Regions from separate parts of the Mus musculus genome. Here regions 2 and 3 are each linked to region 1. The links are chromatin contacts, called in public HiChIP or PLAC-seq maps. All regions are on one chromosome and are shown on one strand. Each heading gives the region's core, a stretch centred on a gene start, on an enhancer-like site or on the middle of the called end of the contact. The rest is flanking DNA. Distances are from core to core; before and after follow the strand shown.

What was found. HiChIP or PLAC-seq counts read pairs in DNA pulled down with a chosen protein or histone mark.
Region 2: a contact with region 1 is called in an H3K4me3 HiChIP or PLAC-seq map of neural tube, with 4 times the contacts expected there. The contact joins the enhancer-like site here to the promoter of Mrc2 in region 1. A contact is called at or near these places in 3 of 39 promoter capture datasets (the C10 cell line, hippocampal neurons and liver) and 4 of 115 datasets of contacts at active chromatin or transcription factors (the NIH/3T3 cell line, astrocytes, craniofacial prominence and 1 more).
Region 3: an H3K27ac HiChIP or PLAC-seq map of stem cell-derived neural progenitor cells shows a contact between it and region 1, with 4 times the contacts expected there. The contact joins the enhancer-like site here to the promoter of Mrc2 in region 1. A contact is called at or near these places in 1 of 39 promoter capture datasets (cranial neural crest), 1 of 15 datasets of contacts at CTCF or cohesin (the NIH/3T3 cell line) and 2 of 115 datasets of contacts at active chromatin or transcription factors (microglia and stem cell-derived neural progenitor cells).

The regions. Positions count from the first base shown.
Region 1 is chr11:105,291,092-105,294,437 of GRCm38.p6, forward strand. Mrc2 (mannose receptor, C type 2) reads left to right here and starts at 1,555. Exons shown (of 30, transcript NM_008626.3): 1 at 1,555-1,810. The coding sequence starts at 1,696.
Region 2 is chr11:105,757,811-105,761,156 of GRCm38.p6, forward strand. The region is part of intron 4 of Tanc2 (tetratricopeptide repeat, ankyrin repeat and coiled-coil containing 2); the gene reads left to right. Among named protein-coding and RNA genes, the nearest start is that of Tanc2, 170 kb to the left of the region's middle. Within about 2 kb of position 1,786, at least 39 of the 459 cell types and tissues checked have an H3K27ac peak or open chromatin away from gene starts, as enhancers often do. A contact at or near this core is called in craniofacial prominence and neural tube, where this site is marked.
Region 3 is chr11:105,565,706-105,569,051 of GRCm38.p6, forward strand. Gm39422 (a long non-coding RNA gene) reads left to right here. Exons shown (of 4, transcript XR_880251.2): 2 at 2,512-2,618. Among named protein-coding and RNA genes, the nearest start is that of Gm39422, 14 kb to the left of the region's middle. Within about 2 kb of position 1,591, at least 39 of the 459 cell types and tissues checked have an H3K27ac peak or open chromatin away from gene starts, as enhancers often do. A contact at or near this core is called in stem cell-derived neural progenitor cells, where this site is marked.

The DNA of each region.
Region 1 (3,346 bases), core at 305-2,804:
AAGGAGGGAGGTGTCAGGAGAAGACAGCCCTAGCATAGCCAGCTGTGTACAGGACCTTAGGATCCCAAGACATGTCAAACCAAGAAGAGAGGCTCCATGGGGCCAGTGAAGCTGTGAACACTTTCCAGAAGCCAATCTGCAACCCTGCTCAAGTTAGCCTTAGGGTAAGGGGTTTTGTTCACTTGGCTGACAGTCAGGGCTGTGGCTAGCAGAACCTTTCCAGGGGCCTGCAGGTGCTCCTTTTGGGGACCTGCAATCAGTGGGCTATATTAAGCCAAGAATCTCAGTTGGCAGAGTTCAGAAGGGCTAAGGTGGAGCCTCCCTGGAGCAGAGCCTTTATTGCAGAGATACAGAAAGAGTACCTACAACAGGAGTCATGAAAAGTCATGTTTGTTATTTCAAAAAAAAAAAAAAAAAAAAAAAAAAAAGCCCCTCAGTGGCCAGTCCAGGAAACAATAAAACTTATATTACAGTTTTACAGTGTTTTGATCTCTTGTGATGGGAGAAGGTGAGTCTGCTTTGTGCTGTTGGACTCCAGAAATCTCAAGCCTGTTCTCAGCTGGAGCTCCCAAGCATCACTTTCAAGACTGGGAAATCAGAGGTTAGGTGTCGGCTGCTCTCCAAAATCCAGATTCTCAGCCCAGTGCTTTGCTCTGCCATCTGACCTGTTGCATAATGCTAAGTAACTGGATTGTCTTCATGAAATTTCCGTTTTGTTCTTTGCTACCGGCCAGCAGCCCAGCTGGTGGGAATGATGTAGGTCTTCTGGGACATCCAGTGGACCGCTTTTGTCCCAGGTCTCTGGATACAGCGGCCCCTATCAACTCAAGTGTTACATTCTTTGTGCCAGGGACACTGACACAGGAGTCACACATGCTGAAACAAGATGATCAAGAATTGTTTGCGCTGCTCACAAGCAACAGGAGCTCTACCTTCCCCTCCCCCAACCTCCGCACGGGTGGCGCGGAGTTCTGAGCTCCTCCTCTTCCCCATCAGAAATAGGGGAGGGGGGTCTTAGGAAAGGAAATAGCTGATGCTCAGCGCCTAAAACCTGGCAGAAGAGGCTGGATGGAGGGGATGCTGGGGGCCCAAGACTGGCCACCTGAGTCAGTCGCGCATCCCATCCTTCGGCTGGCCAGGCCTCGCAGCAGCCCAGGCTTCGCCACGCGGTGAAGTTCTGCGGAAAGTTTTGCAGTTGCTTCGCCTCTCGCGCCAGCAGGAGAAGCTGTGACGCAGCGTCTGGGGCTCCAGGCCCGGTCTGAAAAGAGAGGGTAGACAAGGCGGGAAGGAATTAAGAAGCAGAATAGGGGAAGATAAAGAGCGCACACTGGGATCCTTGTGGACCTCGCTGATCCTCTTCTCCAGCCTTCGCCTCCTCTCCCTCCCGACACGCACTCCCTTGCGGCCGGGTCCCCAGCCCTGCGCCCCCGCGCCTCCTCCGTCCCCTCCCACGCTGCCCGCTTCCCTTCCCCTCTGCCCCTCAAACCCTCCTCCAGGGTTCTGCGCTCCTCCCTCCGCCCTCCCTCTGCGGGGCCTGCCTCCTCCCTCCTCCTCTCCGGGAGGCATCACTTCGTCCGGACCCGGAGGAGGATGCGATCCCCTCGCCGGCGGTCATCTGAGCACAGCGCTAGGGCTGTCTCTGCACGCAGCCCTGCCGTGCGCCCTCCGTACTCTCGTCCTCCGAGCGCCGCAGGGATGGTACCCATCCGACCTGCCCTCGCGCCCTGGCCTCGTCACCTGCTGCGCTGCGTCTTGCTTCTCGGGGGACTGCGTCTCGGCCACCCGGCGGACTCCGCCGCCGCCCTCCTGGGTAAGGCGCTGCCAACTTGGCCAACTTCGGGAGTCGGGCCTCTTGACTTTTCCCTCCTTTTTTTCTCCCATCTTTTCTGAAGAAGTGCGTGCGTGCGTGTGTGTGTGTGTGTGTGTGTGCGCGCGCACGCGTGTGTGTGCGTGTGTGTGTGTGTGTGTGTGTGTGTGTGTGTGTGTGTGTGTGTGACTGGATTTTTTAAATTCGTCTCCACTTTTCTGGGAGCAAGGGAGGAGATGGGAGGAGGAGCGCGCCTGGAGGTGGGGGAGGACCTGAGTGGAACCAGATGTGGCAGGCGGCGGGGGAGGGGAGCCAAGGCACCGCGGCCTGGGAGGGAGAGGGAGGGCTGGTGTCCGGGCCACCCGGACCCCCGGCGCTCGCCCCGCGCTGGTCTGGGTACCTTGATATACAACCAGAGAGCCAGAGGCGCATTGTTTCTTACTCTGTACGTGAGGGGTCAGTCTGTTCAGCGTCTGGCAATGGGGTCTTTATGTTTTCTTACTTGGTCTTTAAGGACAGCTTGTGGCAGAGGACTTATGCACCGTTCGATCGTAACCCTGTGGAACAGTTTTGTGCCAGGAGAACCGAATGCGCGTGCGTGCGTGTGTGTGTGTGTGTGTGTGTGTGTGTGTGTGTGTGTGTGTGTTCGTTTCTCACTTTGTGTGTTCAATTCTGATCAAATTGGCACTTCTCCAGAGTGGACAGTCTTTGGTGCAAAAGAGTTTCTAAAGATACAAACCACAACCCACAGAAGACCAACCACACAAGCCCCCCAAACTGCACCCTTCTCTTTTCTGTATGTTTTTTTTTGTTGTTGTGTTGTTGTTGTTGTTGTCGTCGTCGTCGTCGTTATTTTAGAACTATCTGAAATGTGAGGTCAGACAGGTCCCTCGACAAGAACCTGAACACTCATAAACATTGATAGGGTAGATCTTGGGGGGCAGAGGCACTCAGAATTTTAAAAAATGTGCTGGGTGTTGCCTCCACATCCCCTTTTTATGTTTAATTGGGGGCTGGGTCAGCGGAAAGGGATGGGACAGCAGCTGCAGCTTTGTGCTAGGACTAGAGGGCCCCCTGAAGAGTCTGAGGCCTTTGCGGTGGCCTGGTGTGCTGTGGGCATTTGCTGAGGGGAAAGGTAGGGTCAGGGTGACCCACAGTTACATAGGAGCCTCCTCTGCCCTTCCCTCCCACCTGGATCTGAAGCCTGCATACACAGGAAGCAAGCCGGAGCCCCTTGTAGCTTGGTAGCATCAGCGTGCCCCTCACCTCCCGGGGTTCTTGCCAGAGCCTTGTTCCTCTGTATAGGACACGGGACTGCAGGATTCGAGGGAGGAGGGAAAGGACAGCCAATTCCAAGAGCCTTAGCTTGGGTTTTAACGCCAGGCCCTGGGAAAGAGCTGGGCCAGAGCGCTGACTTGGTCTTTCCCCCAGGGAGCTTTTGACAGGGGGGTGGAGATGCCTGATGAGGGGCCCAGTCAGGGAGGAAAAGGAGGCTTACAGTGTCCCTGGGCTTCCTGGTCTCTGCTTCTGTCCCTCCCT
Region 2 (3,346 bases), core at 536-3,035, 470 kb after region 1:
ACCAGCCTAGAGAAGGACTGAAGATTTTGAGCAATTAAATCATCAGGGCTGAAGAGATGGCTCAGCAATGAAAAGAGTTTATTCTGCAGTCATGAGAACTAGAGTTTATTATAATTCAGTTTGAAAAATGTCAAAGTAATCAATCTAATTTAACTTTTAAGATATTTAACTAGGATTTTTTTGAAAGATGCTTAACGGAATATTTGAATGTAAGTCAATAACGCACCTTAACCCCACACAGCTCATTTATCTGCGCAGTGTGGCAGAGGGGTGCACAGCCTAAAACCTAAGCAGTTAGGATTTTCAGGGAGAGTACGAGTTATATACTAAGATACCTACTTTGAATATGACCTTTATTAAGTACAAATATCAAGTTTATGAATATACTAATATTGAATAATTTTATGATATGGAGTGTTACTATTGTCTAGGTTTCATGATTAAGTTTGTAACTAAGACATATCTTTTCAGCATTTGTGTTAACTTGTCATGGCCTACTTTGTATTTTAGTATCCTAGCATTGTTGACTTCTTACTCTAATGGCTGAACAGCAAAATGATTGATTTCCTTATTAAACTACATCAATATTTAATCACACTTTCAGTACTTAATATGAGTAATTTTTTTCTGGATAAAGGAAACTTCATTACAGCTGTTGTAATTAAACCTTAAAACTTCTTTCAGTACTTTTCTTAGTTAGTACTTGTATTTGAAGGCACAGAAAGCCAAGACAAGAAAGTCCTTTCTTAATAAAGAGAGGAAGTAACCAGAGGTGGTAGACAATTACAATTTATGCTCAAAGTTTTGGATAATAGATTTTAGCTTTTCCCATTTTCAATGACTTTTAAACAAGACCCATCTCCTGTATGAGGAATGCAGTTAATTTTTTTTTCTGGCACAAAAAATAGGGTAACCTGATCTGAGTCTGACAGAGTGTGTCGTTCATGTAAGTGCTTCCATCTGTTGCCTGCTGTTCCCCTTACTCATGACCCCTCTGTGTTTCTCTCTTTCCCTTTCCCCTTCTCTTTCCCTCTGTTCCTTTTTCCTTTTTCTCACCCCTCTTCTGCTTTCCTCTCCTTTTCCTTCTTTCTCTCTTTCTTTTTGTCCTTAGCCCCTCTGAGGAAGGCAAAGTTTGTTGAGAGCCCACGAATTCCAGAGTCCGAGCTTGGCTCCCCAACCCTCACTTCAGCTCAGAAACTGGACGTGGATGCATACTGCCCTGGTAAGCATGCATGCAGCGTCTGCTTTGAAAAGGGGAGGATTGCAGCAGGCCCACCCGGCAGAGCAGCCTTGCATGTATAGTACTCATAAAAACACGTTAATTCTTGCATCTTAATACTTATTCTCCTAAAAGAGCATAGGTTTTATAAAGTACATGTTGTTTTATCTACTGATGAGAGTATTGCAAACAGTTTCAAAGATAAATTTCAAAGTAATTTTGGCAGATGAGGTTTTCAGGATTATTTTTGTGATTTGAAGTAATTAAAGACATGTGATAGTGGCCCTGTGTGGACAGGAGCATCAAAGATATGTGTAAGAATGTTCATTCAGTACTGGACCTTTTGATTATGACTTGTGCCTAATTGTTGTTGGAATTCTGGATAGTTGCAGAAAATGCTTTAGATATTAGAAATATTAAAGTTGAATTAGATACTGAGCTTGATTCCTCTTGAACACTCACTTTTACAGATACCCTCTTCTTGTGAATGGCCTGTAAACACATGTGGACTTCACTAAATCCTTCTTGTGTGGGAGCCAAACAGACAGGCTCATTATTAGTGCTCAGATTCTTTCAGACTTCAGTGAGTTGCCTGGCAGCATCCTTTACACTCTTCTCTAGAGTGAGTCCATAGAACTGTGTCAGAAACATTCGTAGCTCCAGTTGAAAGTACAGTTCAGAACGGTAGCAAAGAACCTTGAGATACTTGGTTTTAGGTCTTTTGTTTATTCTTGCTCATTAAAAATGATATTAAACCACTGTGGAAAAATAACAATACTATATATTTTACTTGGAGTGAACAGGACAGAGTGATTCCTACTTCTAAATTCCTACTTCTGAAAATTTATCATTTTTCAGATCTGAAATGTCAGGGTTTTATCTCTGCAGCCAGATAGGACACACTTACAAAACAGTACAGGAAAACTTGAGCCACATCCTGATAAATAAGATATAATTGACCTTACGAATCCATTTTGAGTATTAAAAGATCTTGAGGGTTTTATTCTCAGACTTATCTTTCAGTAGTAGTATATATTAAATATGGGCTTCTCTTTTTCCCAAAGCAACAAAAGCTCTTCTGGTAGCATTGCATAAGTTCTTCATCCTGTCACAGCAAATGCAATATTGTACTTTGCATTCATTTGTAAATTAGTGTTATAAAATAAATGCTGAATCTTTTACTTTTTTTCCCCTAAGTGCCTCCTCTTACCACCTAGTACCTCTCTTTTCTTCCCCTTTCCTTATCTTCTTTTTACCCTCCTTCCTCCTTCTTTTTGCTCTACTCCTTTAAATCTGGGCTCTAACAGAGGGATGCATAGAAGTTAAGCAAACCCTGCTACACTGAACTGTGCTTCCAGCCCAAATGAGGCTTTTCCTTCTCTAGATTCACAAGTCAGAATGACTGTCAGGAGCCTAATCTCTTTAACACCATATTAATTATATCACTGATCGAATGTAGCTGTTGTTCTGGTTATGAAGCAAAGTAGTTGTGACTTGGGAATGTCTGTGCTAAATCGCTCTGGGCAGTCTTAGTAATGTGATTGTTTATGCATATTTTCCACAAGTATGGATTCTTTGTTAGTATAACCAAACTTGAGCTAAGGTTTTTAGAACACCAGGAAGAATGAAAACGCAGTGCCAGAATGTTTCCTACTGTGCTTCCTAGGCTTCACTTTATAATCTGAAGCAGGTTTATAGCATAGGCACGTTGTACTGATTTTGTTCTTTTATAGTAATGTTTTTAGATTTCCTAAAATAAGTTTCTATTAAGATAAGTGTGTAACCTGGAATTGAAGATAGTATTATCTCTAGGTAGTATCAAAAATAAGCAATAAACAAAATGAATTAAAGAGTACAGTACATATTAAACAAACAGAAGGCTGCCCCAGAGTCCAATGCTTTGTCGTCCCACTCCATTGATTAGAAGGTTTCAGAGGCAGCCTCAGATCTGAGATCTCTCTGCCCTTCTGCCCTTCTGCCCTCCCCTGTCTTTCTCCCCTGAAGTAGCATAGGGACAAGCATTCTCTGAAGTTGCATTGTCTGCCTAAAGATAGATTGTCCGACAACAGGAACTCAGTTTTTAGTAGTCCTCTTCCAGGGAACCTCACCAACGAGGAAAAATGACTG
Region 3 (3,346 bases), core at 341-2,840, 270 kb after region 1:
AGCACAGACCCTTCCAACCACTAGTTGATATATATTTTTTACCCCAGGGGGCTGTAGAGAAGGCTTAGTAGTTAAGAACTACTGCCTTCCAGATTACTGCATTAAATTCTTTGTGCCCATGCTGGTGATCCATAGCCACCTGCAAGTCTAGCTCCAGGGGGATAGGAGCCTCTGTAAGCTCCCACACATGCATGCACATGCACATACCCATCCCTCCACTTGCATCCATCTAATACAGGTGATTTTTAAATTAATTTTTATTATGAGATTTCATAAAGACAACTAAAACAGACAAGAGAAACCTTTAAGTTATTCTTGGGAGGAAGACCCACCTGGGACAGGTCGGATGCTCACATCTTATCTTTAGCCTTCTGAAGTTCATCTGATGGTTGTTTGGTAACATTGTATCACTGTCAAAAGTCTAAGGCTGGTTGAAGTATATCCACAGGTGTGGCTTTTATGCCATTCTAATATGAGTCATTGTACTATTCCTGGATGCTAAAGAAATAAAAGGCAGGGGCCTCGAGATCTCCAGGGAATGGGAAATCTAATTGGAGCCTAAGACATACACACATAAAACAACCCGAGAAAGAATCCAAAGGAATATTTTAGCTGCAGGAAAATATGGTATAGTACAGACTAAAGCTGTAACTGATAAGTCTTTTGAGAAAATCACGCTTGGGATGTGGGGACCTCTCCCTGTCATCTTAGTGGCAATGTGTTTTTTAGATTCAGTCTCATTATATAACCCTGGATGGCCATGTCAGCCTCCCAAGTGCTGGGATTTCAGGTGTGTGCCACACACAACAAGGCTTCACGGTCATTGAAAAAGTGGTGAATCCTGGGTTTGAAGGCTAGAAGGGAGTAGGTAGAAGAGAAGGGGCATGGGTACTTTTTAATTTTGTTTGTCCTAACCAGAAAGGAGCACCCAGAAAACTCAGAGGTGAGATCATAAGTCATGGTTAGGCAACTACAGAAAGACAGTCTTGAGGAATCAAGAAAATATAGGAGGCTAGAGAGAACGTTGATAGAAGACATCAAATAGGTTTGTTTTTGAAATAATGTGGATTTCTCTTTCCCTTTTCAGTAGAAATAACCTTTACTGTCAATGGCCCAGTCAGACCCCTTAGCTGATATAATGATGATCCCAGCTTCCTAGGCTATTATTTGCAATAATTTCTGCCTTATGAGTGTAATGGGAAAAACACATTGCAAAGTGAATTACTTTTGAAATGTATTGCATGCTGACATTTGGGAAATTAGGTCCTGAATACAATGCGTCTTGATTATTTGATGTGCATTCCCACCATGAAAAAAAATTAATTCAGTGCAACGATTCCAAGAAGAAATATCTGCATGCTACATTAAAGCCCTGTTCCTTAGCAAGAGTCTGCCCCCAACTTTAGGTCACCATTCAGACAAATAACAATGGGCAGGAACTATTATTCCCTGCCTAAGTAATCTACAAGGGTCTGAAGCGTCCAGAAATGCCCTCATTCAAACATATTAGCCCATCTGTGCATCCATTCTGTTGCATCCCTTCTCTTGTGCACCAACTGCTTGCATGCCAGCAATGCCCCATGCTCAGCTGGCTTCCATTCACTTGCTGGAAAAAGCACAACCAAACTCTCATATGAAGAACAAATCACTCTTTGCTTCACCATTGCCACTCAGCAAATTCCTCTGACACTCTTGGCTCATCTTGTTATGAATAAGCATGTGCTTTGGCCCTTCCTCTTCTTGTGTAAGCTTTTCTGCTGCTAGGCTGCTGGACTGAGCACCAGCAATTTCAGAAATCCTGGCTACAGAAGCCCAGGTCAGGGCTGAGTCTGAGGAAAAGGCTTTTGAAATAGCACAAATGCTTCCCTTCTCAGCCAAAGCTCCCTTGTTTACTGAACATGTCTAATGAGCGTGTGAAACAGAGCAATGTTGTGAGAGAAAGAGGAGATGGGTAGGGAGAGAATAGAATCTCATATGAAGACAGGAAATCTGGACATTAACAGAGAATGCTAAACAAGAATAAGGAAATGAAGCAACAGTGAAGGGCCACTGATTTCCATGTACAAAAGACCAGGTTGGCCAGTGTGGTGGTGCATGTCTTTAATGCCAGCACTAGGGAGGTGAAAGCAAATGGATCTATGTGAATTCAAGACTTCCCAGCCTACAGAGTGAGCTCCAGGACAGCCAGGGCTACACAAAAAAACTCTGTTTGAAAAACAAACAAACAAACAAACAAACAACCCAACAAAACAACAAAAGACCAGGTTGTTGTTTTATACCATTAAACCATTAACCACGTTCCCCATTCCTTTGAGACCATGTCTTGTTGTATAGCCCATGAGCTTATGATCCTCCCGCTTCAGTGCTTACATTGTAAGTATATGCCAACATGCGCAGTCCATAACCATGCATTTTATGTGTATGAGTGTTCATATGTGTACACATGTATGGAAGCTAGAAGTCAAAGCCGGGTGTCTTCCCAAATGCTCTCAACCGTACCTTTTGTGGCAGGACCTCTCACTGAATCCAGAGCTTATCAGTTCAACCAGAAGAACTGGCCAGCAAGATCCAGACATCTTCCCCCTCCGCCCCTGCCCCCCAAAGCTGGGATTATAAAGGTACACCACTAATGCCTGCTTTCTACTAGGGTGCTGGAGATCCAAGTCTAGGTCCTAATGACTGTGTGGCAAACATTTTACTGACTGAGTTCTCTCTCTAACCCCGTAATCATGTCTTTGCATAAAATAAGATCCACACCATGAATCTGTATCTTAGAGGTAGAGGAACCTCAGTTTGAATCCTGGCTTTACTGTTAATTAGATTAGTGATCTTTTTTTAAAATATTATTTAACCTCTCTAAGTTTCTGCTTCCTGATAAGATGGGAAAGTGAATACTATCTGCCACAACAGGATTAGTGTGAGATAAAAAGATAATACCTATAAAAAGCGTCCTGTGCTACAGAGCATGCAGCACACACAAAACAAAATCTTGCTGTGTTCCTTTTGAAAAATTTAACTTCTTTACAGTAGATTGATTTAAATCCACCAATTAAATGAATCTCATATTACCTTTTAGGATAGTAAGTTATCATCTGTCTGATCTTTCTGATACATTTGTTTTCACTGAGTTGGTTTGTAACTGTCTATATAAATGTATCTCTAATTAAGTGTTTCTCTAGAGCAATGATTCTCAACCTGTGAGTCTTGACCCCTTTCGGGTTGAACGACCTTATCACAGGGTTTGCCTAAGACTATCTGAAATAATGATTATAATTCTTAACTGTAGCAAAATTAGAGTAAAATTAACTGTAGCAACGACATAATTTTGTGATTGAGAGTCAGTACA